Linked DNA regions of Mus musculus: region 1 is linked to region 2. Evidence: chromatin contacts called from public Hi-C data. All regions are on one chromosome and are shown on one strand. Each heading gives the region's core, a stretch centred on a gene start, on an enhancer-like site or on the middle of the called end of the contact. The rest is flanking DNA. Distances are from core to core; before and after follow the strand shown. Region 1 has its middle 38 kb from the start of G630064G18Rik. Region 2 overlaps Dlc1 (deleted in liver cancer 1).

Region 1 (3,281 bases), core at 589-3,088, 140 kb before region 2:
ATTTTCAAAATTTTGCAAGGGTTAAAGGCATTTCGATTATGACCAGCTAGTATAAAGTTGACCACGAGATGGCGCTGTTTCATAGGCCAAGCCGCTGAGAAGGCTCTAGTATCTTCTGAAGTGTGTTAGACAAGCTGGCTACTGAAATCTTAATTCATGTCAGTAACAACTGCACTAGTCAGTGCAGTGATAGGATACTTGTTCATGTTCACATAAATTTTAATGGAGTCCTCGTGGAGACATTTCTCGTGTCTAGAGTCTTTTCTAAGATCCTCACGGTATATGAAGCTGCACTCCACTTAAGGGGGCATCTAAGTTGGAATGGCGTCTGATGTCACATGTGAGTATCCAAGTTCTTTAAATTTACTGCCAAAGTGAAGTGAAATTAAATAACTGTCTAGAAAAAGATCATTGGACATGCTGCATGGAGTTGCTGTGATTATGAAATCGTGTAACAAATGTAAACACTGACCCCAAAACACTTTAAAAAATAAATACATAAATACACACTCTCATAAATACACATTCTTACATGCTAATGCGTTGGAAATACATCTCAATTTCACGCTGACTTGTATTTATTCTGTTAAAATATGTTTGCATAACCATTTATGTAAAGCATTTTAAACAAAAATCATTTCTTCAGATCATCATATTAAGAGAATTTTATATCATATTTAGGGTATTACCAAGAATTAGTATTACATTTAGTTAAGTACCTGCCATATTCGAAGTGCTTAAGAAATGACAGTGAACAGAATAGAGGGCAATGTCTAACCTGAGGAAAATCAGACAATGTCCATCTCTTTTAATACACACAGAGAGAGAGAGAGAAAGAGAGAGAGAGAGAGAGAGAGAGAGAGAGAGAGAGAGAGAGAGAGAGAGAGAGAGAGAGAGAGAGAGAGAGAGAGAATGAAGGCTGCTTGCACTGGGGATGTGATGTGGGGGTTGAGTACTCATCTAAAATGTCTGAATCTCCGGGTCTATCTCTAGTATCCCCCAAAAGTAAACAAACAAAAAGGGCTTCTTACCAAAGAAAGACAGCCTTGCTCTAATCAAAGAAAATAACTTGTACAAGGACAAAACAAACCAAGGTCTTCACTGTGTGACTATGTAATGCTGGGAAAACGGAGGGAGGAAAGGTGGAAATGGGCAAAAGCAGAACCATGTAGGGCATTATGACTCTCCGTTAAAGCAGCTCGGTTTTAAGCTGAAGCATGACGTCATTGTATTATTCCGTGTTTGTTTCACACACATAAACATGATGTAAACAATAAGTGATGGGCTGAGTTGCTCAGTTATGTTGCTTAATAATTTCCAAACTAGAGCATGTTTATAAACCATGGCCCTTATACTATCTGAAGGCTTAAGAATAAACATTCAAAATCCTGTGGTTTCAAAAAATTTCAAAGAGTTGCTTATAAGGGAATAATCTTCAGACCACACTGAAAACACTGAAATTACTTCCCAATGGCATTGAGATCCCTGTCAGGGTGCACATTTTCTTCAGTCTCAAATGGAGGAACTGTTCTCTAAGTGTGTGCATTTCCGTCCAGAAGGTGGCGCTGTTGCTCTGAGGCTTTGGTTCAACCATCCTGAAGGAGGATGGAGTCATGTGCCCATCACTAATGGTGTGCAGGAGGTATGTCTTTTTCTTCTGAGTCCTGAGAAAGCTGGAAAGGTTGCTTCTCTTCCTCCCTTTCTTTCACTGAAAATCATGTGCGATGTGACAGGTTCCTCTTCCTAAACTACCAGGTAAAAGAAAATGCCCTCCCACCTAAGACATTCCTGAGAGCTGTTCCCTCACGTTCCTGCCCCTGCACACTGCTCTCTCCACTCCCAGCTGGGTGCTAGGCACGCTCACTGAGGCATTGCTTCGGGCCTTCCCAGCTGCGTTCTGAATTCATCCCACAGAGCCCCTCTGTATCCAGTCCTACTTTTCAGGTGAAGGATGAAGGTTAGAGATGAAAGAGAACTTCTATTTTACTGACAATTTTCCCTGTAGGTGTAGAAAGATTTCCCTACTCCGTATTCATTCACCTTAAAAGGCTTTCATGCAGATTAGAGACCAAAGGTCCTTTGTCCCAATGGCCTTCTTCCTTGGCACAGAGCAAGTGGTAAATCTTGACTAGTGAACAACTAGGGGGGGTGTGGACTTGAGGGTAGAAGTCTGGCTTATGTCCCCCAAACTTGCCAAGGTCCTCAAACAGTAGGAAGTAGGAAGTGTAGAGTTGTTGATAACTGAGATGGGCATTCTCTTACTGGTCAAAAAAACGGTTCTGATCAAGCAAACCAGGCCATGATCAATATTTGTAAGAGCGTGGGAAAGGCTGCTGAAATGTGAAGTTCTGAAGATCCCAGGCATTTGACAGCACCCCGGGTTGCTTCAGAGAATTTGTCTGAATGCTTACAGTGGGGATTTAGACCAGCAGTGCCGTTTACCTTTAAAAGTCGTGTTAGTTTCCCTCCTATCTGTGGAAAGATGCCCTTCCTGATTTCAAGAAGACCTGTCCTACTTAACAAAGTAGCACTTCCCAATGCTGACCCACTATGTGCAAAGAAGAGATTAACTGGAGAGAAAACAGTCAAGGACAACAGGAGAGAATCATTAAGATGGGAAAATATAAAGCTCGTATTAGTAACGAGATAGTAAGAGCGTTGAGAAGGCTCTGCTGTTAGAATCTCCATCAATACTACATGGAATATGTCCGGTACAACATAGGAGCTGAAGAGATGAATATCCTATTGATGAATGGGTTGATGGAAGGCCTTTATAGAGTAAACTACTAAGTCCAAGTTAAATCTCTGTTTCTGAACTTGGCAGGGAGATGGAGATAAAGTATTCCAATTCATCTGATGACCTTTGTGCAAAGACTTGGACAAGCACAGATTTTCTTCCAGTATCCTATTCTTTTTAACAATGGGTCTTAAAGAATATCTTTGCTATGATGGGGAAATAAGAGCCGAGTATTGAGAACTTAAGGAAGAAAGCAGATGGAGCAAGTAGGCTACTGGGAACCAGAGTCCTGAGAACCAAGCCAGAAAATGAGGGAAGAAATCTAAATTATCCTAAAGAATCCTCAAAGCTAAGTTATCCTCAAAATGATGGGGAGGGAGGAAGAAGTTTTGAAGACAATAGAAAAGAAACGTTAGATGCTGTGTTACTTTGCTTTCTATTACAGTTAATAAAACCCTGACCAAAACCAACTTTGGGAGAAAATGTTTTATTTCCACTTACAACTCTCAGATTCCCCCCCCCCATCACAGAAGGAAGCTATAGG
Region 2 (3,109 bases), core at 159-2,658:
CGGAATGAACAACAGAATAGGAAGAGTTAAGTCACATGTAGCAAATCATTGACCAAATCGTCTACGCTTTATACTACAGTCTCCTTCCTGCAACAAGGCATGAGGGAATCAGGGAAAGAAAGAAATAATGTAAGACCTGGTTCTAAGTACATCTCAAGTTGAAAAGTTAATGATCGATCAGAATCCATTAATCACATGACTACTGTAAGAAATAGTATTTAGAATATGATTGCTTGCCTCTGGGGAGGAGTGAATAGGATAGAAATGCAAAGTGATAGAAAATCCATTAACATTGACTTTAGCATATGTGTGTGTATGTGTGTGTGTGTGTGTGTGTGTGTGTGTGTATGTGTGTGTGTGTGTAATTTTAGCAATATATTACCACAAAAATTCATGGCTATATTTTTAGTTAATTAAGACATATGCTGAAAGTGAAGCACACAGTTAAGCTGGTTGTGAGGTCACTAAGCTAGGAATTCCACATTGTTTCCAGCTAATGTCACTTTGAGGAAGCTAGGGATGGTACAGAAGGATGTAGATACTGGGAACAGCAGCAGCAGCCACACAGCAGAGGCCCTCACATCTCCTAAATCCCTGTGTAAAAGCCAAGCAGGTCTTCTGCTTGCTAGCATACAAGGCTGTCCCTGAATGGTGGAAAGTGTAATAAGAAAGAGGAAGAGGAGGTGGACAGAGGGGAATATGAAGAGAAAGAAGGGTGGGCGTGATGAGAATGGCAGGGAAAGTATAGAAAGAGGAAGGGCAATGTGTTTAGAACATTTCAGACCCCAGTAAGTTTCTCTGTAATACCTATGGAGAATACCACAGACAGTGAAAGCTTTGCTGCCAGACGTCACTGAGGGAAAATGTTATATATAAATGTCTATGCACACATAGATATACCTATACATTCTGAAAGGAAGCAATTAGATCTAAGAGTTTCTACTTCTGAGTAGTCTCCAAAAAAAACTAGTTATAATGTGTTATAGGCCTCTGATCTAATGAGTGGGCCAATCTGCCAGCTTGTGCTCTTTATTAATGCTATCGTTAATAAGTTCACTTTTATTGGGCATCAGCTTTTATTGGAGTGAGAATTAAAACACTTGTATGGTGTTATTTCAGGGAATGAATGGTTGCTTGAGAGCCAACTCCACAATACAGATGATGGTAATAGAGATGTTGACTGTGTTTCCTCCTCATAGATTTCTGTTACTATAAACCAAGACTAATTATTTAATCTTCTAATACCAAAGAAAACCACCAGATCTTTTAGCTGCCTCCCTGGGGGGTTGGGGGGGGGAATGGCAATATTCACAGGAGTTGATAAAGATCTTGCATAACCCATGTAGCAGAACCCTGCCACTGTTATCTGGGCACCAGACACAATGGTGCCAAGAGGATCTGCTTGTCTTCTGGCTTTGTTCCTAGAAAGAACCACACCCTTCGCTGCCCACAACATCTCTGTCCCTTTCTGTGGACAGAGAATTCTCGGGAATTTTCTTAGGAATCATTAGAATTAACTAAACAAATAGAAAGCGTGCATCTTTGCTCTTTCTCTTCCTGTTCCAGTTTTATATCGGCTTAGGAACAAAACAAGTGATTGATGGACCTCTTGGATTTCAGGTTCCATTTCTTAAGCTAGTGAAAACTTCAGAGGGGTTTATTGCATTTTATATGCATTGAAAATTAGCCGAGAGATTTTAGAAATGTTGAATTAGCGTTGCTATTTGCTCTAGAAAATGAATAGCTTAGTCTGAGCTGGATTTTTCTTGCCAAGAAAGTAAGCCATGATAAGGGAATGAGTCCAACCTAAATCAGGGATGTGATTCAAACTCTGTGATTTATACATGTCTCTGAATTTAGGGACAATTGTCTTTCCTTTATGAGATTCTTAGGAACATTAAAAGAGCCATAAATTGTGATTGAATAGGTACAAAGCGTAGAGCTAGAATAATTTTTCATTGAAAAAAATGAGGCAAAAATCTGGCTGTCAAATGAATGAAGATTTTGCAAAATTATTATGGCTTGCAGTCAGCCAAATGCTAATGTAGCCTGAGTTTGCACCATCTATGTATAGCAGCACATCCAGAAAATTCTGGAGGACCACATGGTCCATGGGAAGATTCAGCAGCTTCCTTGCTCCAGTGCCAGATGTGGAAGACAGGAGTTAAGCCAGCAGATGCTGAGGCCAAGCTGCCTGGGTTTCTCTCACTTACAACTTGGTGATGTGGCATATCATTTTAATCTCTCTGCTTCAGCTTTTTCATACGTATAATATAGTGTCGCTCTGTTACTGAGAAGAGCATCTGTGCTCACATATATGAATAGACATGTCATCAAGACAGAGCCTGACAGAGAGTGAACACCATGTGCCTATAATTATCATTAGTATACACAGTGATCGTTTTTATTGCTTTACTAAATTGACCTAGTTACAGATTTGACAGTAAGCTGAAATGTCTGGGAATAACTGAAGGGGGGAAATCATTTGAGAGAACAAATGTAGACCATCCACATGATCGACATTAGCTATATAGCTTTATCATTATTCCCTTCACCTATTGGCATTGGTCAATTGAGCTTTTACTAAGTACCTCCTCTTTCCCATGACTTTTATATTTTTGCCAGACTTATAGATGCTCTTAACATAAAGGAGTTTATGCCTTGTTTATGGCAATATAATGAGTAAATAAGTAACTTCAGCCATATATTATACTGCAATAGTCAATAGAACCAATATTGGAACCACATGCAATATTATGCACTGAAACATCAGTGTACTAATTCCATGGTTCAGCATAATGCAAGATATAAATCATAAACATGTCTGTTGAACAGTATTAGGTAAGGGTCCCATTCCAAATGGGGGATTTCTTTTCATTGTGCCTTACTTGAGCTTTGAAGTATGCACCCTGGATTTTGTACTTGTAGGACTGGGGGATAAGGCTGTCTCTGGGCTATTTTAACTGTTCTCATGGAAATCAATATTATAAAAACCACAGACATAAAGTCTCAGGAAACAATCAAATGTTTCACTGAAACCGTGAAGTCATTGAATGAACAAACACTTTTAAATAATAAGGGTTTTGCTTTTCAGCTATTTTACAGTATT

The links. A called contact is a pair of places that touch in the nucleus more often than the background predicts.
Region 1: a contact with region 2 is called in a Hi-C map of the N1E-115 cell line, with 4 times the contacts expected there. The contact joins two enhancer-like sites. A contact is called at or near these places in 8 of 484 Hi-C or Micro-C datasets (the C2C12 cell line, the HL-1 cell line, the N1E-115 cell line and 4 more) and 1 of 115 datasets of contacts at active chromatin or transcription factors (embryonic fibroblasts).

Annotation. Positions count from the first base shown.
Region 1 is chr8:37,060,783-37,064,063 of GRCm38.p6, reverse strand. No RefSeq gene overlaps it. Among named protein-coding and RNA genes, the nearest start is that of G630064G18Rik, 38 kb to the right of the region's middle. Within about 2 kb of position 1,838, at least 13 of the 459 cell types and tissues checked have an H3K27ac peak or open chromatin away from gene starts, as enhancers often do. A contact at or near this core is called in the N1E-115 cell line, where this site is marked.
Region 2 is chr8:36,923,665-36,926,773 of GRCm38.p6, reverse strand. All of the region lies in intron 2 of Dlc1 (deleted in liver cancer 1), which reads left to right. Among named protein-coding and RNA genes, the nearest start is that of Dlc1, 27 kb to the left of the region's middle. Within about 2 kb of position 1,408, at least 15 of the 459 cell types and tissues checked have an H3K27ac peak or open chromatin away from gene starts, as enhancers often do. A contact at or near this core is called in the N1E-115 cell line, where this site is marked.